7 separate regions of the Mus musculus genome follow, and all the other regions are linked to region 1. A link is a contact called in public HiChIP or PLAC-seq and promoter capture Hi-C data. All regions are on one chromosome and are shown on one strand. The core of a region is the stretch at or near the end of the contact, and the rest is flanking DNA. Distances in the headings are between cores, read along the strand shown. Region 1 holds the start of Tent5a (terminal nucleotidyltransferase 5A). Region 2 holds the start of Cyb5r4 (cytochrome b5 reductase 4). Region 3 has its middle 4.5 kb from the start of Gm2109. Region 4 holds the start of Ttk (Ttk protein kinase). Region 5 holds the start of Bckdhb (branched chain ketoacid dehydrogenase E1, beta polypeptide). Region 6 overlaps Bckdhb (branched chain ketoacid dehydrogenase E1, beta polypeptide). Region 7 overlaps Bckdhb (branched chain ketoacid dehydrogenase E1, beta polypeptide).

Region 1 (3,811 bases), core at 545-3,044:
ACTACCTACGAGCTTAAACGGTCTTCGGAAAACAGGGGAAAAAATACATTTAACGAGTAGTTTTGCCGTCTGGGAAAGAGACTAGAAGTAATAGTTTGAGGCTTTTGGCAGACACAGCAGCATACTAAGACGTTCTATTGTCATGTCTGAGTTCAAATGTTATTTTTTGAAGATGGTCTAATGGGCACAATATTCACCCAGTATCCACAGAGAGACAGACAGTGTCGTGAGTTGGCCTCTCTCAGCCTGGTCTCCAACCACCCCGTTCTCCTCCCCCTTAGGCAATCAATCTTATCAGTCGAGTGTGTCCCTCCAGCGACACTCTACAGTTACAGCCAAAGAGGAACTAAATTGCCTTCAGACAACTTTAATTAATTATACAAAACGCCACCTAAACCGAAGGGGAGGGGCACACTATTACACCCTCGACTCTGTGAATTAACAGGGAAAAGCATCAAATATCTTAAACGCCGAAGTCAGTGGAGTATGGATCGATTCACATTTTCCAATATAATAAAAACCATTGACTCAGTTCTGCTTCAGGCTGCTATTTTTCCCAAAGTCTAGATTACAAGATGACTCAAAAAAATTATTTACATCATTCCATCCTTCCACCAATCACGTTATACTCTGGACAAGAGTCCAGCAAGGAAAGTCAAGAGTTAAACCATAGAGAGAAGGAAGAGAAGGAAACGCAGAGGAGGAAGCACAGAGTTGTGGCGCTGGATCTCCCAGGAAACTAAAACACTCCACACCACTCACGCGCATTAGTGCGCTCGTGAAAAAAAAATAATAAAAAAATAAATAAACGAACTCACTATGGCCATACTGACGGCAGTCAAGGCAAGCTGGGCTTGCTTTCTCCCCACCCCTGCTCTGCCCAAGCCCATCAGGTGGCTTTACCTTGAGAGTGAGCGGTGTGATCTTCTCCTTGTTCACCCCTTCGGGCAAGAAGTCTAACAGGCAATCCAGAACGACGTCCTTCACAGTCTGAAACTCCTCTTCCCCACGCAGGTCAGCGCAGAAGATGAGGTCCAGGTCCTTGTAGCCTAGGCCACTGTCCTGGTGCAGGACGTGACTGGCGGCTGAGCCGTTGAGGCGCACGTCGCGGACACCTATGCCCTTCTCTTCCAGGCGCCTCCTCACCACCTTCACAATCAGGCTTGGCTGCAGCTCGAGCGTGGGGAAGTTGCCGCGCCCGTGGATCGGGATGGTCTCGCTCAGAATGCCGTCCAACCGCTGCACTTGCTCCCAGTTCAGCACATTGCAGTGCGCCGTGGGGCTTTCGCAATAGTCCGAGCAGCGGTCGCCGAAGCTGCTGCCGCCGCCGCCGAAGTCACCACCCAGGGGGATGTAAGGGCCGCCGGTCAGCTCGTCCTCTGCCATGGCAAAGTACCCTTCGCCCTCGGCCATGTAGTGCCCTCCGAAAGCCACTTGGCCTTGGTCAGTCCTAAGAGGAAAGAGTGGATTTAGGGGAGCGGCAGAGAGGTGTGCGGGTGAGGGGACAGGGGTCCCGCCGAGGGGCCTGGGCTTCCCCTCCCCGATCGTGACGCCCATAGTAGCCCTCCTCCCCCAACCCTCACCGACCCCAATGCCCAGCCGCGCGCCGCGCCCCGCAGAGCAGCCCCGCACCAAAAGTATCTCTGATGCATCTGGAAAGCACAAGCGAGAGTCCCGTCTGTGTCACCTGGAGGCGGCCGCCCCTTCTAGGAGCGCAGGCGAGCGAGGAACCGCGAGGCGGACACACTTCGCAGGAGCTGCGAGTGCGCTCCCGGCAGCGGCCCGCGACTTCTCCGCGCCGACCCCCGCCGCGCCCTGAGCGTTCCCGCCCCTTGCCCGCGCCCCGCCCGCGCCCCCGCTGCGGTGGTCTCGGAGGTGGCGGCTCTCGACGCCGCCGATGCCACCGCGCACACTCGCGTCTCTGGAGCTTTAGCAGTTGTGCGGGGGGAAATGTCTTCAGTACTTTTTTTATACCGGGCTTCTCCGCGCTTCCGGGGCCCCAGCGCGCAGCGCTCGCCACACCCTCTCATTTGCATAGAGCACCGCCCCCAGCGCTGGGTGGACAGTCGCCGGAGCTCAGAGCTGCTGGAGCTAGGCCAGGGTGCGCAGCCCCTGGCTATGAGCACAGACAGATGCCTGTGGCTCCTACGTGTAGATTTATCCATTTCTGCACGTCCACACACGCGCGCGCGCACACACACACCCCTAAAGAGGAGACACTTTGCCTCAAATGTGATAGATGGCCATCAAAACCGGATCAGGGTTAAAAATCACGCAACTATAGAAACTTCCCAAGCCTAGCCTTCTGGCCGGGTGGAGCGCGTCATTGCCGCGTAACTGGGTCTCCTGGAGGTTCCCTCAACAGTGTCCGTTTGTGGCTAGACCGCCGATTCCACTCTGGACCCTGGGCCAAGTGTGGTCTCCAGAGGCAACTGGTCACGCACGTCAGTCTCTGTGAGGGAGGGGGAGGGTTTGCTGAGAACTGAGTTTCGATTCTCGAAACCTCGAGAAGTGCTGGTGGGGGGGTGGGGGTGGGGTGGGGAGTCCGGTACCAGCCAGCCAGCCTGAGTGCGCGTCCAGCTGCTGCCCGCGAGCTGGGCAGGCGCGCGTCTCCTATCACACAGCTCCGCGGGCTCGCGGCCAACCCGCGGGGTCTCGGAGCGCAACCCCAGCAGTGCACGAAAAGCGGCCGCCAGGGTGGCGGTCCTTCGGCTCAGACTTGGGAGAAGCGCGTTCCTCGCAGCCTCTAAGGTTCTCAGTTCTTAAGCGGATAAAACGTCAATGATCAAAGTAGGCTCTGGCTTCTTACCGGCCATTAAGGGCAAATTTAAAAGACGAGAAGTTTCTCCCCCTCCAGCTTCAGTCGCCAGTGGAGTGCTTAAGGGTTGGAAAAGGTTATCTCTGCGCTCTGGCACCGCACTGTTTGCTAGAAAGCTCCCTGCTTTCGCTTGTCCACTTCCTCCGCCGCCCCGCTGCTGCCTCCGTTCAAAGTAATGCTTTGCAGTCCTTGATCCAGGTAGAGGCTGTGAGCCGAACGAGGCAGTCAGGGTAGAGAGGAGAGGCCCTGAGATGAACAGCCATTACCCCCATGACCCTAGACAACTTCAGAGAATCAGCCTCTGAATTTAGGGAGCCCTGGTCTAGAAGCCCAACCTGAGTTGAGGGATGGGATGCAGGGGTGTCGCCCACGCAAATCTAGCTGCGTGACAACGCCGCCCCCTGCTGGTGCCCCGTGGAGCTGTGAGTCCACAAAATGGAGAAACTAGAAGCCAGGCTTTCTTAGCATAGGCCGAACCTAGGCCAAATTGGATTGAGCGATGAAAAGGAGACTTGGATCCCAACCTTGTTCTCAAATCCCACTGCTTCCTTTCAGGACATGTCCAACCATGAATGCTACCTAGCAACACATTTTGTATATATGAAATTGTCTGTGTATATGTGCTCGCGTGCCTCTGTGTGTACGACAATCTCACATGAGCTTGCATGTGACAGTCTAGCTATATAGCTCAGACTGACCTAAAAATCAACCTCTTCTGGAGTGATGTGATTACATCTGTGAGCCACCACCTCCACCCTGAGCTCTTCTACACACCTTACAGCCTTCAGGCCAAGAAAGGGGCCATAGGGGGTTGGAAATAAAGGGATTAAGAGGTAATGATCGTGATGGGCTCAGGCCTTGAACACTCGTTTGACTGTGAATGCTCTCGCCCTAAGAGATGTCAGTGGCTTAGTTCTTCCGTCTTGGGGGGGGGGGGACACTGAGGCAAGCACCTGCAGCAAGGGGGACAAGTAAGAGAGGAGAATACTCTTC
Region 2 (3,811 bases), core at 608-3,107, 1.7 Mb after region 1:
AATCTTGGCAGTTAGTGAGGAAAACTGGGTGCTGCTACTATTCTCACGGATATTAGTATTTGTTTGCTTGCTCATAGGGAAATGCTTTAAGTAATTATAGTTGAGAAAGAAAAACAATCTTGGGTCACTTAAATCTTAAGGACTGTAATTAAGTATGGAGTAGTGTGACTCTCACTCTGATATTCTCCTGTTGTCTTTAATCTGGTGTTCAGTACTTTCTGTATATGTTGAAGGATTCCTATAATTAAAAAAAAAAGGTTTAAATTTGAATGATTTGTACAGAGTCTAAAAACGGTGAGAACATGAAGTTGCTCTCTTTTCTTTTGTCCTGGATAAAGCTAAGATTTGGAAGACATAAAATTCAACATTATCCACTTTCCTTTTGCTTTAGTTTCCCGCTCACAATATTCTCATATAAACATCTTCTTCTGGGGAGTAAAATAAATCCTCAGTGACTGATTTTTCTTACATAGGCATCACAGAAGAAAACTTATTCCATACTTTAATGAGATGGACGATGGACTTGCATGGTTAGGGTGACACAGTAGATTATGCTCATGAAGTCCTTTTAGTTTTTATATAATCACCTGCTCAGCAGTTCAGGTGCAAACAAACATATTTTATTAATCTATAATCTGAGCTACTTGTGAGGATGAGGCAGGAGAACTGCAAGTTCAATGCTTGTCTGACAATATACCAAAAATATTTTCCTGCAGTATTCCAGAATAAAAATGGGTAGAGGTGGAGATGAGAGGTAATTAGCTAGCTAAGAAATGTCCCGTGCTTGAATGACTAAGCATATCCACAGACTCTCTCATAATATTAAACCACATTATCACAACTTTGACTCCCAGGGACTCTGGAAACTACATAGCTGGAGTAAATGATGTGTCCAGAATCAGAAAAAATTAGAACCCCACAGAGAATGGGATGGGTTATTTAGAACTACTCTTTGGGAAAATGTTCTCTTTCTATTGGATTCCACCCTGTGGATCTGTGTATTTTCCTAGCAAAAAGAAAAAGCCAATGTATCACTAACATGGACCCACAGTGTTAGGAATTTCTCTTGTTAACAAATCAGGATAGTATAAGGTGGCCTGTCTTTTGTTACATGCCTATTAATATATACAGTATATGGTTTAGATATAGCCATTTATTTCTTACAGAAACCCAAGCCTATACAGACAAAATGTTCCTTTAATAAAAAGTAGCGTGCATAGGCCATTAAATACAAGGATGACACCAAAACCAAATCACTCTATTTAGGAGTGAGCTACTTGTAGATTTCAGGGAAAGTGAAGAGTTATGGGAGGAGGAAGAATGTGTGAGTGTATGGATAGAGAAGGTCTTCTGGAAACGTCGTCTGGAAACGTCTTTTACTCGTTTTCCAGACTGGTTCCCCAAACGTGACGTTTCTTAACCCACAGCAGAGGCTGCTTGAGTTCGGCTTCTTAGCTCATGAAACTGTGAAGTCCTCTTTCCTAGAGCTTAGTATTTTACAGGAGAGAACTATTCAGCAGTCTGAACGTTTTGATAGTGTTGTTTTCTTTCATATTTCAATTGTTGTTTATCAAGAGACAGGCACTGGTCTTCTTGTTCTACCAGAAATAACCCTCGGCCTCTATCAGCACCAGGGCTGGGGAACAGCTTCACTCTCTGATCTTTCAGCAGAAAGCTGTCATTTCCTTGTGGTGCTGAAGTTTAGGACCAAAGAGTAACTGAGCATGCGCTGCCCTGCCCCCAACCCCCGCACAGCCACCCCTTCCCAAGCCGGGCGACCGGGCTCACAGAGTGAGTGAGCCTTTCCTCTGACTCCGCCCCCGCCCCGCCTCTCGTGAGCGTGATTGCGTCACGACGCGCCTGACCCCTGGCGACCCCGGAAGTGGGTCGGGGGCTTGGCCTCGGCCGGGCCAAGGAGCCCGCACGGACGGTGGTGGGCGCTGGGGTCCCACCAGGGCAGCCTGTCCGGTGGCGGAGCCCGGATGCGGCCCGAGCCGGGGGCCCAGGATGCTGAACGTCCCTTCCCAGGCTTTCCCGGCCCCCGGCTCCCAGCAGCGCGTCTCCTCCCAGGGGCGCAGCAAGGTAAGTGGCGACGCCGTTCGTTCGACTACTAACTCAAACGCCCTAAGTGTGTTTGAGCTGCTGAAGTTGGCCGCGGTAAGTCCACTCGGCACCCCGCTTCCGGCATGGTTGCATTTCTGTCTCAAGCTGTCCTCTCCAGTCTTTTGTTCTTTACGGTCAAAGATCCAGGCTGAGCAGTGGCGGTGGCTAGGGATGATTGGAGTCTGCAAACCTGCCGTCAGATTTAGTGCCACCTCTTCAAGTCGCACTCCTCTGTGTATACGGTAGCCAGTGGTTCCAGCACTGCCTCATCTGTAGACACCCCTGGTTGATTTTGAATCTGGTACCATGCTCTTGTCTATTTGTTGAATATGGTTACTGTCAGCAGCAGGTGGAAATACAGATATATAGTTGCAAAATTCAGTACAAATTGTGTAGTGTATTCATTGCAAGGCGAATGCTCTTATGTTATTTTGCTAGTTCCTTATTCTGTAACCACATCTTGGTATTTTCTTTTGAGACTTCTGTCTTCTTGGGCTACTCGATTCCTTTCTCGAGTTTTATTTTATATGACTTTGAGACTTTCCATTCTTCTCCACTTAGATCTGAGGTTTTGCCCTTAGATCAGAAAAGGAATTGAGGTTTTCATTTATTTTTCAGAAATGTCTGTCCCCAGCTTTAATCATACATAGCACTAAGATGTTTTGTGGGCTCACTGATGGCCATGTGTATCTGGAGTCCTTTTCCTTTGCCCATTGAATCTTCACAGTTACCCTGAAGCTAGGGACGTTTACTATCTTCATTCTTGGTAAAAAGAAATAGGTTGATGAAAGTCTGCTATCAGTCACGTAAGCTTGTGATTATGACATTTCCTTCATTGCTGTGTGTGCGCCTCTGCTCACCAGCCATCAACTGGGTATCTTGCTCTCTCTTTAAGCTAAGTGCTTGGCTCCATAGTCTAAGGTTGCCCTTTGTAGAATGAGAACGTCAGTAACTGACTTTCTTCATTAAAATGGCTATGTTCTCAGCATTCATTTAAAGGAGAAAACTTCTAGGCAAAGACAGCAAGTTCCTTAGATGCGATAGCAGAAGTAAGTTTTGTTGTCCCCAAAGAGGGCAAAGTAAGATCTTTGTGTAATTTAATAGGACCCTCAGGTAGGATTAATTTCTTTGTTATGAAATGAGACAATCTCGAACCCTTGAGAGGCAGAGTTAGGACTGCATAAAACAATGAAACAGTCAGATAAAGTTTTCAAAAATGGAACTCAGCCAGATAGGCTGATTGTTAAATTGTTAAAAGTCTAGAACTTTGGAGTAGGAAAGAGATGTCTTTCCAAGACCCACTACTTCATCGCAGTCACATTCTGGCTCAGGTGTATGTACGCGTGACCAGTTGTTGTTGTTGTTGTCTTGTTCATAGGCCTGAGATGAGACTTTTCCATAGCACAGCATTGCTACGCACTCAGCAGATATTCCTTACCTTACGCCCTTTATTCAAATCTCACCAATTTGAATCTTACACAGAGACAGATTCCTTATGCAATAGCTGTTCAGTGTTTATTGAGAAACTGTAATGTCCTACATATGCTAAGGCATTTGATCATGGGGTTCCCAGTTGATGGTGCTGTCTCGGGATGTTATGAAACCTTGGCTTTATTGGAAACAGTATGTCACTTTGAGCAGGCTTTAAGGGTTTACAGCTTCACCTATTTTCAGTTTGTTCTGTGTGCAGTTGCTATATGATTAATCA
Region 3 (3,811 bases), core at 634-3,133, 1.6 Mb before region 1:
ACATCTTTCGTGTAGAACAATATGATCGCCTTTGCCATAATTCTCAGTGAGAAGAAAATGAGTTTCGCCCTGAATACACCTACATTCCACACCCTGTCGATTCTCAGAGGTAAAAAAAAGGTGAGGTGAAGTTAAGAAGCTGAAGCAAATACCAAAAGGGCCAAAATCTTACATCTCTATGACCAGGACCGTTTAATGTGGAGTTCAGGACTGGACCCAGACAGGGCGGGAGTGAGTTAGGGAGCACCTGAGAGGCAGAGCTCACCTGTGTTAAATGTTTCCCAGTGCAGCCGCTCGTTTCTGTTTTAAATAATTTTCTTTATGGTTTGCCATAAAGTGAATATTTTCCAAATAATCATCAAGAAATAAAGACCCCCAAAACTGTGTCTTTATTTATTATTATTATTTTAATATATCTTATAACAAGGCAGTCTGGATGCATTTGCTCTAGTTAGTATGATGTACTCATTAGAAAAAAAAAAGGAGTAATCACTAGAAAACTAAATCAAGCAAATCGTCAATACTTGCCACATAGTAACAAGGCCGTTTATTAACTAATTCACTTATAAGGTGGAAGCAAACTCTGGCTAATATTTTAAAACCATAACAAACTCAATTAATGTCAGCAGCTACTATTGATGCCTGATTTTATGGAGACATTATCATGAAAGGAATTTATATTAATTGAGTACCTTTAGTGTTGAGAAAAGAATCCGAAGTTCACTACTGGCATATGTAATATGATACAAATTTTAAGATTTACCAACTAAAATTACTGTTTTTCTTGTTTATTCTATAAAGCATCCTGTCAAACTAGTAATTTCACTTGGCTCCCTGTCTACCAAGACTTTCTAGGAACATGACAATTCCTTATCTTAATGATTTTTTACATGTAATCCTCTTCCATTTTATATATATATATATTTTTTTTTTCAGAAACGCAGGCACAAGGGTGGAGGAAGATGATCAGTCATAGCTGGGGAGATATAGCAATTAAAGTATTGTGCGGCTGCCCTGGCAGCTGTAATTTTAAAGATGAAAGCTTCATTTTTTTCCCCCTATCTACAATGCCAATTTCATCCAAGCTGTTGTGTTGAGTGCTACATGCACTTAAAAATTACATGTTTAAACTAATCAGGAGCAGAGGGAACGTAAACCCCTCATCCCAATAACGTGGGTGGACTATAAATCTGCTGTGCCTTTTTAACCATCGAAAACTAGGTCTGTTCAAAACGTATTGTTTCTAGAAGTCTGTCAGACAAATACAAAGATATAGATGCAAAATATTCACTGCAGGGGCTTAAGGAGGCAAAGTCTAATAATTTAGAGTAAATAGCAGCCGAAATATCCTCACCTTGGCATTTCTGTCCAAGCTAGCGCAAGAAGAAAGCCCACATTAATTGGTACGCTCAGAGAAACAGGCACTTAGAGCAATTAAGTCAGATGCAGGAAAACAGCCCTGCATTGAAAAGCTGACAGCGGGACCCGGGCACAATATCCGTAATGAGTGGCTGAGGATGGTAATGGATGGAGGCTTGGAGACTAATGGACAATTAATGTAAAACAGATGACTTCCCTCGGAGATGACGGTCTTTTGAAAGGCGCTTCACCTGCTGCTCAAACAAACGCAGCTAAAATGAAATGGGAAGAGGAATGAGGACTCACTGAAGTGAGCCGCAGCCAGCGTTTGTGTCCCTGCTTTCTCCTTGAATATTCGCAGAATCTAGGTCAAAGATTTAACGGGCTCTTGGCAACGGGGGCTGGGGGGGGGGGTGCTTCCTGTCATTTTGGCTTCCTGCCGTAAGGATGGCCTGAGTTGAAGGGTTGCTGTGGCAAGCCTTCCCAGGAGACGCTCTAGGGCTTCTCCTTGTGTCCAGGGGGAAGAAGACAGTGCCTGTCCCGATGCTGCACGGCAGTTTGGAATGACAGGCGCCAAGTGTCCCGGTTGTATGCACTGCCATAGAGATCCTGCAGAGCAGAGCAGTGGTTTTCAACCTTCCTTAATGCCTTCAACACAGTTGTGGTGACCCTCCAAGCATAAAACTATTTCATTGCTTCTTTATAACTGTAGTTTTGCAACTGTTATAAATCCTAATGTAAATATCTGATATAGAGGATGTACATCTAACCCCTGTTGAAAAGTTCCCTCAGAGCGAAGGTATGAAAAGGGGTCTTTCAACTAGCAAGGGGGGTCATGACCCACAGGCTGAGAATCACTGCCGTAGAGGGTCTCTTGGAGATTTGAGAGCCAGGTTTCTTTTCCAGTGCTTATTAAGGTAGGACAGAGTCCTTCATACCTGAGCTTACATAAGTCGAGGATAGGCTTGTCCCAGAAACAGGTTAAGCACCAAAACCGTAGAGCGAAAGCAGATGTCTGGGAAGAGACGTCCCTTTCCCCTAGGGAAGTGCTGCTGGGGTCCCTGTGGTCCCTGAAGCCTGCCTAGCCCTGCCAGAGGCTTGGTGCCACCTGGACTGAGCCTGAGTCCCAGGAACAGTAACTAGCTGCCATCCAGAAAAGAAGAGGAGACGATGAGCCAAGCAGTCCTGGAGAGAACTGTAACCCCTAGAGACAAGGAAATCCTTGTCACTTTCCTGCCTCCCAACACTCTCGGTGCCCAACTCTAAGGACACAATGCTATGACGCTGTCTAAGTCACTGGGCGCTGCATACTGTGTGGGACCATTTTCACTCCAAAGGTCTTGGTAATTTTTTTCACCTATCCTCCTCCATGTTTTCTTCTATTTACTCAGAACAGTGTATCTGGGCTAGCAAGTGTAGGAACGCAGTCTGCATGCTACTGAACACCCTTGAGCAGTGGCCTGAATACTACCAGAAATCTTTGCACTTGTAGAAAAACAGGAAAATGATTCTCAACTCACAGCTGTTTCCAGCTAACAGAATTCCTGTGAGAAAAAGTCAAGTGACGAAAACAAAATGTCAGCTATGTCACACGTATTCATATAAACAACAGCGTTGGGGAGAGGGCTCAGGGCCAGAGACAAGGCTCAGGGCTGGAGACAAGGCTCAGAGCCAGAGACAGGACCTAGGGCTGGAGACAGGGCTCAGAGCCAGAGACAGAACCTAGGGCTGGAGACAGGGCTCAGGGCTGAGACAGGGCTCAGGGCTGGAGACAGGGCTCAGGGCTGGAGACAGGGCTCAGGGCTGGAGACAGGGCTCAGGGCTGGAGACAGGGCTCAGGGCTGGAGACAGGACTCAGGGCTGGAGACAGGGCTCAGAGCTGGAGACAGGGCTCAGAGCCGGAGACAGGGCTCAGGGCTGGAGACAGGGCTCAGAGCCGGAGACAGGGCTCAGAGCCGGAGACAGGGCTCAGGGCCGGAGACAGGGCTCAGGGCTGGAGACAGGGCTCAGGGCTGGAGACAGGGCTCAGGGCTGGAGACAGGGCTCAGGGCTGGAGACAGGGCTCAGGGCTGGAGACAGGGCTCAGGGCTGGAGACAGGGCTCAGGGCTGGAGACAGGGCTCAGGGCTGGAGACAGGGCTCAGGGCTGGAGACAGGGCTCAGGGCTGGAGACAGGGCTCAGGGCTGGAGACAGGGCTCAGGGCTGGAGACAGGGCTCAGGGCTGGAGACAGGGCTCAGGGCTGGAGACAGGGCTCAGGGCTGGAGACAGGGCTCAGAGCCGGAGACAGGGCTCAGGGCTGGAGACGGGCTCAGTGGTTAAGAGTCTTACAGAAGACCTGGATTGAGTGTCCAGCACCCACCTAGTATGGCTTACAGTTGCTTAAAACTCCAGCTCCAGGGCATGTGACACCTCTGGCCTCCTAGGACACCTAGACTTAAATGCACACACACA
Region 4 (3,811 bases), core at 948-3,447, 1.5 Mb before region 1:
GAATAATACTTTTGGTGGATGTAAAATTTGTCAGGGCCAGCTTTTTTTTTTTTAAAGTATTCTGAAATAGGTTTTGCATTTTACATCATTTCTGACAGGTCGTCTGTTGTCGTCTTCATGGTTGTCTTCCTATGTGTAACTAACTGTCTTTTATCCTTCAGCTGTTTTGAAGACCTTTCTCTTCATAACCAGTTTTAAACAACTTAATTACGTTCCTATAATACAATCATAAATTGTGGAGGGATTCTCCATGTCGTTCAGTCTGTTGTTGTTGGTTTTTAGTTTTGATCACAGTTGAACAGACTGCCCACTTTTTTCCAGTTTCCCCTCATTTCTTCTAGGAATTCCAGTTGTATGTATATTAGACCACCTTGTTTCACAGTCTGCCACTGCTTTTGTTCACTTTTATCTCCCTGTGTTTAATTTTATGTATTCTAAAATAAAGACTTCTTTTTATTATTTGTAGTTGTGTTTGTGTGTGTGCATCTGTGGTAAATGCACCTGAGTGTGGGTATCTCAGATGCACCAGATTCCCGTTGGAGCTGGAGTCACCAGCGATGGTGAGCACCTGATGTGGGGCTTCTGCAAAAGCAAGAAGTGCTCTTAGCTGCTGAACCATCTCTCCAGCCCTTCATACAGTTTTTAAATTGTGCTTTCAAGCCTAGTGATTTTTTTTCTTTTCCCAGCAAATTATCTTCTAACCCCACATAATGTACTTTCTATTGCATACCTTGCACATTTCATTTCCATACATCTATTTTGCTTTTTCTCACACACTCTGAATTTCTCTTTAACATGTTTATAGAATTCTCTCTTAAGTTTTTGGAGTGCATAAAATACAGCACACATTACTATTTTAATGTCCTAATTAGCCAAATATGTCATCTGTGTCATTTCTGGTCTGTTTTAATTGATCCCTTATTCCCCCTCCCCCTTAATAGTTACATTTTCTTGTTTTCAAAGTCTGGTGATTTTTTTTTCAATTACATAAGAGTGTAACGACAACCCTGTTGAGTTTTCTTGTATTTCTATAAATATTACTGAGCTGTGTTCTAGTCTACAGTTAAATTTCATGAAGATAGTCTGATCTTTTTAAGGTTTGCTTTTCAGCTTTTATGCTTGACCAAAAATACTTTAAAGACTAACTTTGCATTAAACCTTCTGTGTCTATAGGTTCTACATTCATGGATTTACTCAACTGTAGATGAGAAAAAAATATGTTTTTCCTGTGTCTCTATTGAACAACTTGTCAATATTTCTTAAGTAACACTATATAACATCTATTTGTATCACTTCTGTATTCAACTGGGTATTACAAATGATGCATAGACGATAAATTTTAAAGTATTCAGGACGCTGGGAGATTTAAATCACATGCCTTTAACCCCAGCCTGTTCTGCAAAGGGAGTCAGTTCTGTGGCAGCAGTGAATACACACACAGTGAGATTCTGCCTCGAAAACAAAAACAAACTAGCTCCCCTCCCCCACCAAAAGAAAATAAATGTATACAGGAATAGAGCATAGGTTGTGTGTACAATGCCTCTTTATTTAAAGACTTGGAATATCCACAGATTTGGGTATCAGCAATTTGTGACAGAGGGCATCACTTACTGAATGAAGATGAGAGATCTGGCTACTGCTGTAGCTTCTTACACAAAGCAAAACTATCAAGAGTAAACCAGAGCAAAAACACAGCATCTGCGCCATTTCTCGCCCATGAAACCGTTCCCCTGGACCACACAGTCTGCTAGGGGAGCTGGGTACCATTGAGAAAGCCTAGAGAAGCGTTTCTCCTAAGAGCAGCTGAGCTCATAACTGAGACAGCATCACGGGGATGGGGGCGGGGGGGGGGAATGGTTCGGAGAAAGGAGCTCAGCCAGGATGTCCCGACAGGGAGGGGACCAGAATTCTAACAAAGAGAAGGGCGGGTCTTGGGTTGAAGGCGAGGCCAGGGCTCCCTGGAGGGTAGTGCAAGGTCCAGCGGGAGAGCACCAAAGAAAAAGACCCTGACCCCTGACCGTACAGGCGCAGGTCAGCACGGCGAGCGCGTCGGCAGCTGCGGGTAACTCCCCGGGCCGCTTGAAGTGGGTGGGTCCGGCCTCAACGCAGGAGGGGCGGTGCGACGCAAGGAGCCAATCACGGCCCACGCTTCCACGTGGCGAGCCGTAACCAATGAGAGGTAGCGGGGAAGGCAGCGGGGAAATTTCAAACGTGTTTCCGGAGAGGGGTTGGGGTGCTGCTGTTTGGGCTGCAGCTTGGCTTTCAGAGGTGGGTGCATCAGAGCGGGCATGGCAGAGAGGCTGCGGCCGGCGGGAGGCTGCTGGGTGACGAGGGTGGCGGCGAGCGAGCTGGCGCTTGAGCCCCCGGCCAGGCGGGCGGGTACGGCCTGTAGGTCCTGGGCTGCTGGTGGGGGAGCAGGGCCCAGAAGCGGGTGCGCCGTGCGGGTCAGGACTGATTGTGTAACTCTCAAGACCTGCCCCCGTGGGTGGCTGTGAGCTGGGAGGAGGTGGGGAACCCCTTGCTCCCCTCCTTTGGGCCCATTTTTATTGTTAACACTCCGCGGTGGCTCTGAGCTTTAGTTACTGCGTTGTGGAGAATGGCAGACAGAGTGACAGAAAGCCTGCAGACTGTGGGCTATTAACCAACACATTCATGCAGATAACCGGAGCGCCTGGGCTCCAGTACTGTGACAAGTACCTCGATGCTTGCATTAGAAGGATAAAAGCACAAATCAGGGCTTTGTCTGGGACAAACTTCTGAAAGTCGCTTATCTGTAGAAGGATGCAGAATGCGCGCAATGTCAATATTTACTCTGGCAGGGTAGGCGACCAAAGGGACAACTTATTGTCATTACCAAACGGATTCCTTACGTTCCGTAGGTGAAAGAAAGACATTCAGTGAAATGAAGTTTTCAAAGGCGTCAGCTGGACGTGGTGGTGTATCTATGTACAGCTAGTGCTTGGGAGATGTAAGGAGATAAGCTGCAGAATCAGAGAGAGCAAGGCCATCCTAGGCTACTTAACACCCTTACTCAAAACACAAAAGCGTCATGAGAGCATTATCTTCCAGGTTCACACAGTGTAACCTCAATGCTGTTTCATACTGGGAAGAATAGATGTTTTTGGTTCGTTGAAACTTTGTTCTGGTAAATTACAAGCTATGTCCTTGTGGGTTTTGTTGCTCTGGTTTGATTTAGTTGCCACTAACACTTACCTCATAACAGTTACATTTAGATAGATATGTTTACAAAACTAATGTTCTATCTTATTTATTCCAAAGACGAGTTACAATTTAGAAATGGAGGCTGAAGAGTTAATTGGCAGCAGTGTGACGATTGATTCCATCATGAGCAAAATGAGAGATATTAAAAATAAGATAAATGAAGACTGTACTGATGAGCTAAGCTTGTCTAAAATCTGTGCCGATCACACGGGTGAGTTTTTTCTTTGCTTAAAAAAGCAAACAAAAACCTAAAAAAAAAAAAAAAAAAACCGTTGAGAGCCTCCGAGTTGAAGGTGAGCAGTGTTAACCACCTTGTGTGGCCTAATGAAGTTGTTTCTGTTTTTCTCAGTAAGTGATGGTTATCCGTTAAATTGTACTTCATACTTTAACTTCTTTTGTTTGGAAACATTACAAGTGTTTTTTGCTGGAGGGAAACAGGCAGGCAGATAGATACACCAAACTTGGGAATCTGAGGCAGAAAGCTCTCAAGTTTGTAGCCAGTGTGGAAAACATAGTAAGACCCTATCTCAAAAGCTCAAAACAACAAAAAAGAATCCTTCTTGAGTGTGCTCACAGGTAGTTCTCTCAA
Region 5 (3,811 bases), core at 683-3,182, 1.4 Mb before region 1:
CTGCCAAATGTCTCCAAGTTTCTTCGTTCTGAAGGCCACATTTGCATACTTCCTAGCCACCCCGGAGCAACATTTTACTCTTCTGTATGGCACGCTAGCTTGAAGGTAGTGATATTCCTCTGGATCCATCTGCAAAGAAAGTGTTACTTTTTTACATATAGTCACTGAATCAAAAGAGGGACGAATCTCAGCAGAAGTAGACTGAAGTGAAGTTCTGTGAGAGAAAACGAACCAAGAATCATTCTGAAGAAAGAAGAGCAACTGTGATGTCCATTGGCTCCATCTTCACAGGCTCTCCGTGTCCCCAGGGATTAGTCAGAAACCCAAGTGGAAATGGCTCAAACAAAGAAGATAGCCCATTTGCAGCATATTAAGGTGTCATGAGGAACCCAGCCATCAGAAATTCCAAATGTAGTCAGTTTCATCTTTTTTTGGGATTATCAAATTACTGAAAACTTCCAATTTTTGCACTTCCCAGAGGCATTTAAAGATAGCCTGACTCCCTGAAAAGAGAGTTTCCCAAACGAAGTTCAATGCAGCTGGGGATGGGGGCAGGCAGAGGCTCTCAGCATAGGAACAAGACATTTCTTTCCTTGCCCTGGAAGACACTTCATTCTTTCACGACAATGAGCCTTTGCACCCACCTCACCTGTTGTGGAAGACTATGGTTCTCTGTGCTCTGCTTTGGCAACCTCTAATCCTCTGGGTGCAGGTCAGCCTTACCTCTGGAAGCATTTTGACCTTCAAGAGCTTGTTTCTCTTCATGCTGTTCTAAGTCTCTTACCACATTTGAATGCCACTGTCTAAGCTGTCTCCTTTGTGTGCATTTCTGAATACGTAGAATTCCATTTCTACTCTTACCCCGTGCTTCTTAGCTAAACCTAACATCTGTTAAGAGGTCACAAATACTACAGGAGGAATGTTTCTTCCTGGCTCCTTCCTCTCTGTTCTCTCAGTCTGTCATAATACTTTCTCCATTCTGGAATCCTTCCTCGAGATCTAGACATACTTTCTTGCCTCTGTTGTATTCTATTTTGATGGCTATCTTCCAACTCATGGCTAAGGAAGATAAATAAATACACACACACATATCATATATATGATATATATGCGATATCATATTTGATATGTATGTGATATATATGATATATATAAAACACTTAAATATTTTAAGATAAAATTTATAAAGTTGATTATTTTGACTTTAAATCAGTCATTCAACTTGCTTTTTTTTTTTTTTTTGGTTTTTTGAGACAGGGTTTCTCTGTGTAGCCCTGGCTGTCCTGGAACTCACTCTGTAGACCAGCCTGCCTCTGCCTCCCAAGTGCTGGGATTAAAGGCGTGCACCACCACCGCCCGGCAACTTGCATATTTCTAAGTTACACAGAGTAAGACCATTAGGTGATTTTTGCTGCACCTCGACTTTAAATTCCTAGTGGATTTGAAGGCCGAAATCTCTACTTACTATTTTTTGATATGATCTAAATCAGGATAAGCAAAATCAATTTTAAAGATTTAAATATATTTACTATTTCAAAATAAGAGTGAAGGCCTTTCCCGAATTCTAGATTTTTTCGGAAACTCGAAACCAACGCCTGTCTTTGCAATGACCATATTGCACTTACAGACTATGAGAAACACAGCCTAAAACGAAAACGCTACTGAAAAATGCACCGCAAAAATGACACTGCGAAAGAACACAGGCAGTCGCGTTGTGACACCCCAAGTCCTGCAGCTGATTTTGGGGTGGGACCCAGGGACCACATCTCAGGCTGCAGGGGCCTTGGTATGGCTTCCGTCTGGGCGGGCCGCCAGGTCATAGCGTCTCCATCCCCGCCCCCGAACTTCCGTCTCCGATTGGTCTCTTTCACGGACCCGCCCCTCGAGGCTGCCCAATGAGGAAGCCTGCGTCTTAGCTCCTCCCTCCCTGCCGGCAGCGTGGGCTGCGGTGCCTGAGAACTGGGGATGGCGGCGGTGGCTGCGCGCGCGGGTGGGCTGCTGTGGCTCCGGGCTGCGGGAGCAGAGCGGCGGCGGTGCGGACTGCGCTGCGCTGCGCTGGTGCAAGGCTTCCTGCAACCCGGGGGCGAGGACACGGCCCAGAAGCGGCGGGTGGCCCACTTCACTTTCCATCCGGACCCAGAGTCCCTGCAGTATGGTGAGATTTGGGGATCTTGCTGCATCCCGGCTCTATCCTTGCCTTGCCCTAGACTCTAGACTCTACTCTAGAGCCTCCTTGGTTCGGGTCAGTTTGCGTTCCTGTTACTCGTCCTTGGTGATTCTTCCCTTCAGATGCAGCCCCTGGAACTTCAAGATAGGTGAGAGGGCACTCTGCCTTCTGCTAGGGCCTGAGGGTGTAGAGGAGTTGTCCAAAGAGCGCTCCCCCGCCCCCTTCCCCTGAGTTCTATCCATGCTTTCCCCATATCAGGTCTTAGGTGTTAGCTTGTCCTAGACTGAGTCACTAACTTGAGGCAACTGTCTGTAAAACACTTGCCTTTTAATTTTCATTTGAAAATGTAAACCTAGGGAGTAAATACTAGAATTTGATTTTCTCAAGGTCACGAGACAGGTTCTGCCTAAAGATGGGAAAGAATCCAGACTTCTATTTCAGCCTCATACAGAGCTCCTGCTGGGCCCCGCTGTCACCTGGCCAAGCAGTATTCCATAGAGATGGTGGAGAAGAGCGAACAGAAGGGAATGGGGCAGGCTCCTGTCCTGCCACCTTTGCCTCACTCTGACTGTTTCTCCTGTAAGTTTTATGCAGTCGCCCTCCATCCTAGGTCTAACTGCAGAGCACCAGGAGAAAGTAAGGAAAACCTACACTGTTTTTTTTTTTTTTTTTGTCTAATAACTTGGGGCTGGCAGTTTTTGGAAGCCCATCTTTACTTGTGAACAATAATGGAATATTTAACCGAAAGCTTGCTATTGGTGAAATTTACATTCCTCATCTCATTTAGTTCATAGGACAAGATTTAATTTCATGTGAGGTAGGTCATGTTTTCATGTTTGCTTTGCAGTTAGATAAACGGAAGCCTTGAAGCAGATTATTCAACAGTACACAGGACATAAGTTCATGAGACATAGCGCCAATGGTCAGAATCTAGTAAGCAGGATTCCAGACTTGCCACTCCACGGAAGGCAATAAAGAGGCCTTTAGAAATAATTTCAATGACGGGGTTTCCCAGTTTTGTGAAATAGTAGGACTAGAAAGATGAACAGCAGTTCGTTTTTCCCTCTCAGCCTTCAGTACTGTTTTCACAGCAAAGAAACTTTGGCCTGGTAATGGAGAAATAGAGCAGAGGTCTTCCGAATTCTCCTTTCCACAGTTGTGAAATTACTAAAATCCGAGTGATGTCATGGCTCTAGGTTGTTACTATAGAAACAGTACAAACATCTTACAGATAAAAGGCAGAGTTTAGAAAAAAGTGACAACATGATTGCACCTCTCATGGTGGATGCTGCTAAACCTTTTGAGGTTCATTCTTCCAGAGCTCTGTCTTTTCCACAGTTGTAGTTTTAATACAAGTCCAATTTGCATCAACTAGAAAAATAACTTCCTGTACTGCTGTAGAGTTTTGTTGATCTGTAGAGTTCAGTAGTGAGAGTCAGGGTCTTGAGTTTGGTTTTGTCCCCATCCCCTGAGACTTTTTTTTTTTTTTTTTTTTTTTTTTTAGAGACAGGGTTTCTCTGTGTAATCCTGGCTGTCCTGGAACTCACCAGGCTGGCCTCGAACTCAGAAATCCGCCTGCCTCTGCCTCCCGAGTGCTGGGATTAAAGGCGTGCGCCACCACGCCCGGTTCCCCTGAGACTTTGA
Region 6 (3,811 bases), core at 547-3,046, 1.3 Mb before region 1:
TGTAATCATACTTATACCATAACTCGGATGCACCAAGGCAAGGCAGCTTGTGCCACACCTTGACACTCAGAGCTTGACTGTGGCTCCTTAGGTGTTCGCAAGCACCTGAAACATAGCCTCTTTTTACCAGACGCATATTTGCTACTAAACTGCTGTGACTGATAGATTTATAAAGACGAGAGAGATCTTGAACTAGTCCAGGAATTTTGAGTCAGTGCTCAAAGAGTACATACACAATCATTTCTGAGAGTCCAGCAGCCCCAAGAGGAACATAGAAATTTTGAATTCATTATAAAATTGCGTGTTTCTATAAAGAAATCATTCAATGAGTGAACTACAAGGTGAATTAGGTAATGCTGTAAAATTTGTAGGGGATTTGCATCTAATTAGAACTTTGTTTCATCTTAATTCGTTTTATTTGTCTAGACACAGAATGCAGAAAATGAATTTAAATAGGTCTTACCAGAGAGTATATTTGCCTCTTACTGCTTTTACTGATTGATGAAGGAAGTTACAGATATGGGCTTTGTCCTTTTTAGTAATATGTTTAAGAACAAGCTGATGTGGTTTTAGCAGTTGTTTTTCACGGGTGCAGCTACAGGAGGTGGGCACTCACAGCCTCCTGTCAGTGAAACCTGGATCAGGTTACTGGTGCCACGGGCTGCTTGAATTGGTGTCACTGAAGTGAGTTTCAGCTGCTTTCACCACTTGGAGTGATTCATACTTCTACATTTCTTTTTGATGTTTGGACCTTGTAAGGTTAGCAAAGATGAAACCAGGTTATGGTATTGAAAGTCAGCCTTCCGAGCTGCAGAGAAAGGAAGTGTCCGAGGGAAAACTTTTCATTCTCTTTGGGAGAAAGAAGCTTGAAACTGTAAATGAGGGTGGACCCTGAATTTGATCACTCCTTGCTAAAATATCTGCTTCTCATTGTATCGAAGAATCTTAAGTTTTCTTTGAAATTTCAAATAAAAATGTTGCACCCCACATGTTATTATGTAGAGCATTCGTAGCAGGTTTATAGAAATCCATGGTTAATTTTTTAAAAAATGCTTAGGAAAATAATCAATAAATAGTAAGACTACTGTTTTTAAATTAAAAAAAAAATCTGAAAACTCTTGAAAACCTAAAACTGTTTTATTTATATTTCAACCTATTATCCATAGTCAAAATTTTAAAAAGGAGAGAATTTATCACCTACCAAATAGCTTTTCAAGTTTTATAATTGATATCACTAGATAGAAGCATCAACTTTGCTAAAAAAGTTAAATCTCTGACGGAAGGACAACTTGACAATATGGCATTGTTAGCATTACTATAGAAAGATTATTTTTACTTATAGAAATAAAATATAGACGAATGAATACAAAATATAGTCATAATTTATTTGTTTAACTTTAATTTACTGCAGATGTCCCTTCTCATCAGACAAGATGTTTTACAGTCCATATCTCCAATTCCTTCAGAGCTGTTGCTTCTTCCTCACAAAGCCTCATATATTATTATTAACATCGTTATAAATAGTCTTACTGTGAAATAATGCTAAATTCACCAGAGAAATGACTACCCTATGTTCAGTATATAGAAATCATTCAGATTTATTAATAGTGCCTTCTAAGATTTCTGTGTTTTAAAGAATGCTGATAAGAATGAAAGGAAAACATTTAATTGAGAACATTGGATTTAATTTAGAAGTTAAGAGGGAGGCAGAACAAGCTGAGGCCTGATACCCTTGGGAGGGATGCTCTGGTCCTTCCTCCAGCGCGCCGCTGTCTCTCCCCAGCTAACTTTACGTTCCCATCTGTTCCTACTTTGGGATGCGCGGACTCTTTTGCCCTCCCCCCTCATTTGACACATGATGAATCCTGAAGTCCTGAGGACTTGAAGGGTTAAATTTGAACCCTGGTGTGTGAAAAAAAACAAACCAAAAAAAAAAGCAAAGATGGTAGATTTCATGGTTTCTAGAAAACAAGTTTTATGTTGTGGTGTTTGTGCTCCTCAGCTTTGCAGCCACAGATTTTATGTCCACTGCTCAAGAAGTTGCCTCCATTTTAACTTCTCCCAAATTAATTTGTGCTGTAGATTTGAGGATCTGGTCTCCAACTCAGTAATTACATATTTAAATGTTAAGACCGACCAGTTTAGGTATTTCACAGCTTTAGAAACATAACGTGATTCCTGTGGACATTTTAGAAACCAGTCTTCATTATTAGCTTCCGGCACAGTCCCATAATGATAAGTCTCTGACTCTGATCTCTGATATAATGGTGTGATAATTAAAAAAAAAAAGTTTTTTTTTTAATCCCCCTTCTGGATTCAATACTCAATAAGAGCGCCAAAAGTTTTAGGGATTGTGGTTGACTTAAAGGTTTCTTTTTCTTTCTTTCTTTTTTTTTTTTTTTCCTTCGTCTTCTTTCTTTTTTCAACACATGGAAGCAATAACTCTGCACTAGAGAGGCCAATTGGAGAGGAGGGTAACTTTCCATACCATTGTTCTATCCTTGCTGTGCGGTCCTGTAGCTGAGAATAGGAACTGAGAGGTCGCACCCACATACACAGAGTTCGTAAGGCGATCAATCGGGTTCTGATGGTTGGAGAGGGTTTGGATAGCGCCTGCGTGAATCCCTGTGCAGAAGGAAAGTTACAGTGTTCAACAGAAGGAAGACTGCTTTTCTGACTGCTTTGTGTTAGAGAAGCTGATTTGGAGATTTGTTTCTTTATAAACCCGCTGCTACCGAATTTATAAATAGTGTTTTTAAGCATGTCATGTTATGAAAAAAAGACAGATCCTAAATGATACTGAGTTTTTACCTGTAATACCTATTTCTCTCTCTCTCTCTCTCTATATATATATACATATATAGAGAGAGACTCTCTCTATATATAATACTTTGTATAAGATATACTTTATCTTAATTTAAAAAGTGTTTATTAGCAACATATCATTTGCTAGCAGCAGATGAAGCAGAAGCAAACAGTCAGGGGAAATGTGCCTTTTTTGCTAAAGCGTGGGAACCAGAGCCTCTTGAGAGCTGGTCAGCATACAGTGTCTGTGACCTGGGCTTTGTAAAGAGCAGTTTTGCCCTGAAGCCTGTTAAGTACTTTTGGTGAGCAGCATCTGTGGCCACAGACAGTGGTCGCATCCCAATGGTTCCGGCTTGTGCTGCTCCTGAGCATCTGGGTGAAGCCCCCTGTTCTTCCTCTGTATCTTTTGGACTCACTTCCCACCACCTGCCTTCCCTCCCCTCACTCTGTTTTAGTCAGTGGGTAATTGTTAGTTTTTTACTCAGTACTTTAGGCAGTGTTTTAATACAGGCATTTGATATGAGACATAGAGTCCTTGCTTTAAACATTTTGAGTTTATTAAAAGGAATCGATGATAAACTGTGATTTAGTATGGAATATAATACAACACAGTCAAACAGAGCACTGTGGGATTGTAAAATCTTTGATAAGTGTGATATGTGGTAGGTCATTGTACTGGCTAGTTTTGTGTCAACTTGACACAGCTGGAGTTATCACAGAGAAAGGAGCTTCAGTTGAGGAAATGCCTCCATGAGATCCAACTGTAAGGCATTTTCTCAATTAGTGATCAAGGGGGAAAGGCCCCTTGTGGGTGGGACCATCTCTGGGCTGGTAGCCTTGGGTTCTATAAGAGAGCAGGCTGAGCAAGCCAGGTGAGGCAAGCCAGTAAAGAACATCCCTCCATGGCCTCTGCATCAGCTCCTGCTTCCTGACCTGCTTGAGTTCCAGTCCTGACTTCCTTGGTGATGAACAGCAATGTGGAAGTGTAAGCCGAATAAACCCTTTC
Region 7 (3,811 bases), core at 757-3,256, 1.2 Mb before region 1:
TGATCTCTGTGTGCGTTGCTAGGTTACTTGGTTTTGAGTCTTTTTCTTTATAATAGATAATCATTAAAAACTCAGCACCGAGCGAGAGAACATTGAGAAAGGAAAGCAGTAGTATGAATAAATGGGAGAGTAACATTGTCATTAGGACACTGGCTACGGTAGTAAATATATACATATATATATATATATATATATATATATATATATATATATCTTCCTGGTAGAGAAAGGATATTCGATTGCTAGCCAAGAAACGAGTCCACTTAGCTGCAGACCATAGAGTAGTATTTTTAATTGTAAGCTCCTCACTTTAGTTTTCTCGACTTTCTCAAGTAGACATTTTGGGGTTTCATTCTTATATTTCTAACCAAATGGAGCAATTGCCCCCAAATTACAAATGCATGCGATCTGTTCATTTCCACTGTGCCCCCTCACTTCCTCTTGTCATCGCTGTTGCCGTTTGAATTATCAGCAGGCCCATGATTCATCTCTGATGATACCTTTAGATTCCTCACGCAGGAGCCTTGAGAACAGCGTACAGCTCTATAGCCACTCGAATGGATTGTGTAAGATATAGATGTGTAAAATATGAAAACCACTTGTAGCTGTCTTCTGGTTGTGGCTGATCTGGTGGCCATCTGGTTGTCCCCCTTTTCCTTCTGCACCCCTCCTTTGGAATTTCCTTCCTTTTCCATGCTCCTTAGATGTTCCTGTACATACAGGGAGGGACACAGAGGGATCTTACAGTGCAGGCTTGTTGAATATGAGTAATAATAATTGAAAAAAAATAGATGTATTCTTTTTAAAAAAAATCAATATCAAGTTACTGGACGGTGTCTTGGAGAAGGGCATTTATGCTGAATTTGGAAGGTGCACCATGTGACCATAGCAGGATAGAGGAAAGCAAGAAACAAAATTAGATCAAAAGGGCTTTTAAGAAAGCAACGATATGGTCCCTTTCTCTTCCCCTTCCCTTTCATTTCCCCTTGCTCCCTTCCCCCATATCTTCCCCCTCCCCTCCTCTTTCCCTTTCTTTCCCTATTCGAATTCCCTTCCTCTTCCTCTTCTTCTTTCCTTCCCTTCCTTTTCTCTTTCCTTACTTTCTTTGGAAGGTATGTGTTTGTACATCTGTTCTTGGCTTGGGGAAACTAGGAAAGTTACTCAGGAGGCAGGGTTGCTGTTGCAACAGTGCAGCATCTATTCCATGAAGGAGAGGGTGTTTAGGCATTACTAAGGAGTGAAAATATCCCAGGCCTACTTTCTAAATTGTGTGTGTGTGTGTGTGTGTGTGTGTGTGTGTGTGGTAACTAAGCCCTTTAATGTCTCAAGGTGAGGCAGTTCTGGTTAATCTGAGTGTCACTAATACAAAGGGCTTGTGAGACGGAGTATGATATTCTGCACTGTTAGTTAGTTTTGCACACTTCAACTGAGCCAGCACCTAGACAACAACTGATAGCCAAGCCAGTAAAGACAAAACCAAACAAAAACCAAACACAACCTAAGCACAGATATTTAACTCACAATTCTGTATTATACCTCAGATCAAGAATGAGATGGCTCGAAATGACAACATATAGTTCAAATAACTATTGAAATATGTTCCCCTTTTGAGAAACTCCAAGAGCTGTGAGGAACATATGGTGTCTCCTCTGACCAGCTTCAGGCCTGACACACCCTTTGCTCTCTACTGGCCATTTTCCTCAGCCCGGGCCTACATGCTTAGCTACTCCTTATGTAACATCTTAAATAACTGAAGTCACAACTTTTGCTTTGTTTAGACACTGTAGCACCATGGCTAATCTCAGTATTTTTGCATTCATTAACAAAGCTATATTCTATGGTGGTGATTCAACCAGTGAACATGTTGTTTGCTTTGCACAAAACCAGGTAGATTTTGTCCCTAAAACTAGGTCATATTGTTACCACTACAGAAGGACAAGCATGTTTCTAGATCACTGGTTCTTTCGTATCTTGGGGAAGGGTGGTTGCCATGGTGATCTCACAATCTCTGGAGGGAATTCGATCCTGTCCTTAAACAACCCAAAACCCACTGAGCTGGAGCGCCCCTCTGCAAAGGGTTTCCTTCTGCAGAAATTACTCGCATTACTGAAATAAAGTTTAATTTCTGCAGTGCTGGTTTGTCATAGCTTTGGTTAGTATTCTTAAGAACTGCAATTAAAAGCAATTAGTTTGGGTTGATGACTTTCTGTGATTTTTTAAGAATGAGGTTAGCGAATGTACTCTCAAATGCACAGAATTCTCTGTGCTCTTACTCACATGAGCTGTTGAACTTAAGCAAAGCAGTCTAGCAAGAAGCATTTCAGTGTTTGAGGTTTGGGGTTTTCCAGACCTTCAGTGTGTGTTTCTCAAGATCAGGGAACCCTCCTGTCTGTCCAAGGCCACTAGTGAAGCAGAGGACAGGCACTAATGTACAGAGTATTCTATAGCTGTGCTATATGTGCACAGTCGGTAGTTCTGAACCAGCAATTGTGTGGCGGGCAGATTGATGTGCGAACACCGCATTTACCACACCGGGACTGCACATTTGCTCTGCAGCTGTGTTTAACGGTTATCAGTTTGGCGTGCAGCGTGATTATTTTGGAGGGAGAACACACACTTCAGACCCCTTTTGGCAGTGCCGAAGTAACTGAAGTACCTGCTGCTGAGATGAATCATATGAGCTTAATTAGATTTGCTACGTAATTAGCCTTGGAGGGAGCCTAGGGAACATCCTTGCGGGTTGGTGATTCGTTATGTCAAAAGTAAGCTTGCTCCTTTTGGAGGCTGGGAATCGAAAATGATGAGATTTGGATGCATTGGAAACTCTGATTCATATATGCACACGTGTGTACATATATGCACTTAGGCATGTGTGCACATATCTATGTATGTGCAGACACAGAGAGAGACAGAGACAGAAGCAGACATGTGTGCTTTTAAAAGTGAAACTTTTCCAGGAGTGGCTGGAATGTCTGCCCCAGACAGCTAGGATTTGTTTGCTCCGTGCAGCTCTGTCTGTACATGGCAAGGACCACTTGCTGGGACTTACATACATGTTCAGCTCGCTTCCTACTGCTAAGGGGAGCCCACAGCTCCTTAAGAAGGACCCAGTGTCAGCTGCGGGGGCCTTTCGCATCAGCATGGACTGGGGTTGGTGTCTATGCTCTGAGACAGGGACCCTGTGCTACACTTTAGTTTACACTGAATTTGAGATTGTAATTTCAGTGTCTTGCTCTATTGCCTGTTGTTTTGATTGTTTAAAAAAAAAAGATGACTTAATTTAATTCTCAAAAACCATTAATTTAAATACTTTAGAGATATTATTCTCTAGTGGTAGAGTCCTAAAAAAAAAAAAAGTCAGTCAAGTGTGGAGAACAACTATAAAACATTTACTGTGAGGAGGTTAAGTTCTATTCCCCAATTTAAGGCAAAGCCAGGCTAAGACTTGCAAACTATGCATATTTAAAGTATTTTGCCAGCCTTTCAAAAAGTTGTAATATTTTAACCAAAAAACTTAGATAAATTCATCTGGACTATCTCATAAATAAAAAAAAAATAAATAAATGAAAGGGGGCCGGTTTCCTTTTCTTCTGAAGTGCTTTGTGATTTGAAACTCACTATAGAAACCATCCAACTTACGTCGATGGCTGCGAGCTGGAGACAAGTGTGATCTCACAGTCACGTACTTCCCACCAAAGCAAGCTGCTCAGAGTTAACTTAAAACAAATCCCTCCCGTGCACACCATGCACATCGCTTCAGAAAGCATCTTTAAAAAAAAGAAAATCGTCGAGTCTGCACACCCACTTGCTG

Evidence for each region. Promoter capture Hi-C pulls out the DNA fragments that hold promoters and counts their contacts. HiChIP or PLAC-seq counts read pairs in DNA pulled down with a chosen protein or histone mark. Capture Hi-C pulls out chosen DNA fragments and counts their contacts.
Region 2: a contact with region 1 is called in a promoter capture Hi-C map of erythroid cells, with 43 times the contacts expected there. The contact joins the promoter of Cyb5r4 here to the promoter of Tent5a in region 1. A contact is called at or near these places in 3 of 39 promoter capture datasets (erythroid cells, liver and pre-B cells) and 1 of 9 other capture datasets (liver).
Region 3: a contact with region 1 is called in an H3K4me3 HiChIP or PLAC-seq map of forebrain, with 7 times the contacts expected there. The contact joins the enhancer-like site here to the promoter of Tent5a in region 1. A contact is called at or near these places in 3 of 39 promoter capture datasets (the 3T3-L1 cell line, embryonic stem cells and pre-B cells) and 3 of 115 datasets of contacts at active chromatin or transcription factors (astrocytes, forebrain and stem cell-derived neural progenitor cells).
Region 4: a promoter capture Hi-C map of liver shows a contact between it and region 1, with 7 times the contacts expected there. The contact joins the promoter of Ttk here to the promoter of Tent5a in region 1. A contact is called at or near these places in 7 of 39 promoter capture datasets (cranial neural crest, embryonic stem cells, erythroid cells and 4 more), 5 of 484 Hi-C or Micro-C datasets (LSK cells, Sertoli cells, macrophages and 2 more), 11 of 115 datasets of contacts at active chromatin or transcription factors (astrocytes, bone marrow-derived macrophages, cardiomyocytes and 8 more) and 3 of 9 other capture datasets (adipose tissue, embryonic stem cells and liver).
Region 5: a contact with region 1 is called in a promoter capture Hi-C map of adipose tissue, with 8 times the contacts expected there. The contact joins the promoter of Bckdhb here to the promoter of Tent5a in region 1. A contact is called at or near these places in 17 of 39 promoter capture datasets (the 3T3-L1 cell line, 3T3-L1-derived adipocytes, the C10 cell line and 12 more), 5 of 484 Hi-C or Micro-C datasets (CD8 T cells, hematopoietic stem and progenitor cells, nephron progenitors and 2 more), 11 of 115 datasets of contacts at active chromatin or transcription factors (astrocytes, cardiomyocytes, embryonic midbrain and 4 more) and 3 of 9 other capture datasets (adipose tissue, liver and macrophages).
Region 6: an H3K4me3 HiChIP or PLAC-seq map of embryonic limb bud shows a contact between it and region 1, with 14 times the contacts expected there. The contact joins the enhancer-like site here to the promoter of Tent5a in region 1. A contact is called at or near these places in 14 of 39 promoter capture datasets (the 3T3-L1 cell line, 3T3-L1-derived adipocytes, the C10 cell line and 9 more), 1 of 15 datasets of contacts at CTCF or cohesin (large pre-B cells), 7 of 115 datasets of contacts at active chromatin or transcription factors (VIP interneurons, embryonic forebrain, embryonic limb bud and 3 more) and 1 of 9 other capture datasets (embryonic stem cells).
Region 7: a contact with region 1 is called in a promoter capture Hi-C map of hippocampal neurons, with 7 times the contacts expected there. The contact joins the enhancer-like site here to the promoter of Tent5a in region 1. A contact is called at or near these places in 11 of 39 promoter capture datasets (the 3T3-L1 cell line, the C10 cell line, the HPC-7 cell line and 8 more), 3 of 15 datasets of contacts at CTCF or cohesin (embryonic stem cells, large pre-B cells and stem cell-derived epiblast-like cells), 25 of 484 Hi-C or Micro-C datasets (the AtT-20 cell line, the N1E-115 cell line, adipose-derived mesenchymal stem cells and 14 more), 16 of 115 datasets of contacts at active chromatin or transcription factors (acute myeloid leukemia, astrocytes, craniofacial prominence and 11 more) and 1 of 9 other capture datasets (embryonic stem cells).

Annotation. Positions count from the first base shown.
Region 1 is chr9:85,325,356-85,329,166 of GRCm38.p6, forward strand. Tent5a (terminal nucleotidyltransferase 5A) reads right to left here and starts at 1,795. Exons shown (of 3, transcript NM_001160379.1): 1 at 1,688-1,795; 2 at 904-1,450. The coding sequence starts at 1,413.
Region 2 is chr9:87,020,172-87,023,982 of GRCm38.p6, forward strand. Cyb5r4 (cytochrome b5 reductase 4) reads left to right here and starts at 1,858. Exons shown (of 16, transcript NM_024195.2): 1 at 1,858-2,082. The coding sequence starts at 2,008. Ripply2 (ripply transcriptional repressor 2) reads left to right here. Exons shown (of 4, transcript NM_001037907.2): 4 at 1-270.
Region 3 is chr9:83,685,103-83,688,913 of GRCm38.p6, forward strand. No RefSeq gene overlaps it. Among named protein-coding and RNA genes, the nearest start is that of Gm2109, 4.5 kb to the right of the region's middle. Within about 2 kb of position 1,884, at least 64 of the 459 cell types and tissues checked have an H3K27ac peak or open chromatin away from gene starts, as enhancers often do. A contact at or near this core is called in forebrain and stem cell-derived neural progenitor cells, where this site is marked.
Region 4 is chr9:83,832,492-83,836,302 of GRCm38.p6, forward strand. It overlaps Ttk (Ttk protein kinase), which reads left to right and starts at 2,198. Exons shown (of 22, transcript NM_009445.2): 1 at 2,198-2,268; 2 at 3,280-3,433. The coding sequence starts at 3,298.
Region 5 is chr9:83,923,205-83,927,015 of GRCm38.p6, forward strand. Bckdhb (branched chain ketoacid dehydrogenase E1, beta polypeptide) reads left to right here and starts at 1,933. Exons shown (of 11, transcript NM_001305935.1): 1 at 1,933-2,155. The coding sequence starts at 1,966. It overlaps Gm36278 (a long non-coding RNA gene), which reads right to left and starts at 1,801. Exons shown (of 4, transcript XR_379675.2): 1 at 1,626-1,801; 2 at 233-337; 3 at 1-129.
Region 6 is chr9:84,070,930-84,074,740 of GRCm38.p6, forward strand. The region is part of intron 9 of Bckdhb (branched chain ketoacid dehydrogenase E1, beta polypeptide); the gene reads left to right. Among named protein-coding and RNA genes, the nearest start is that of Gm46124, 48 kb to the left of the region's middle. Within about 2 kb of position 1,797, at least 10 of the 459 cell types and tissues checked have an H3K27ac peak or open chromatin away from gene starts, as enhancers often do. A contact at or near this core is called in second pharyngeal arch cranial neural crest, where this site is marked.
Region 7 is chr9:84,108,270-84,112,080 of GRCm38.p6, forward strand. The region is part of intron 9 of Bckdhb (branched chain ketoacid dehydrogenase E1, beta polypeptide); the gene reads left to right. Among named protein-coding and RNA genes, the nearest start is that of Gm26146, 78 kb to the right of the region's middle. Within about 2 kb of position 2,007, at least 52 of the 459 cell types and tissues checked have an H3K27ac peak or open chromatin away from gene starts, as enhancers often do. A contact at or near this core is called in beige adipocytes, cerebellum, cerebral cortex and 5 more, where this site is marked.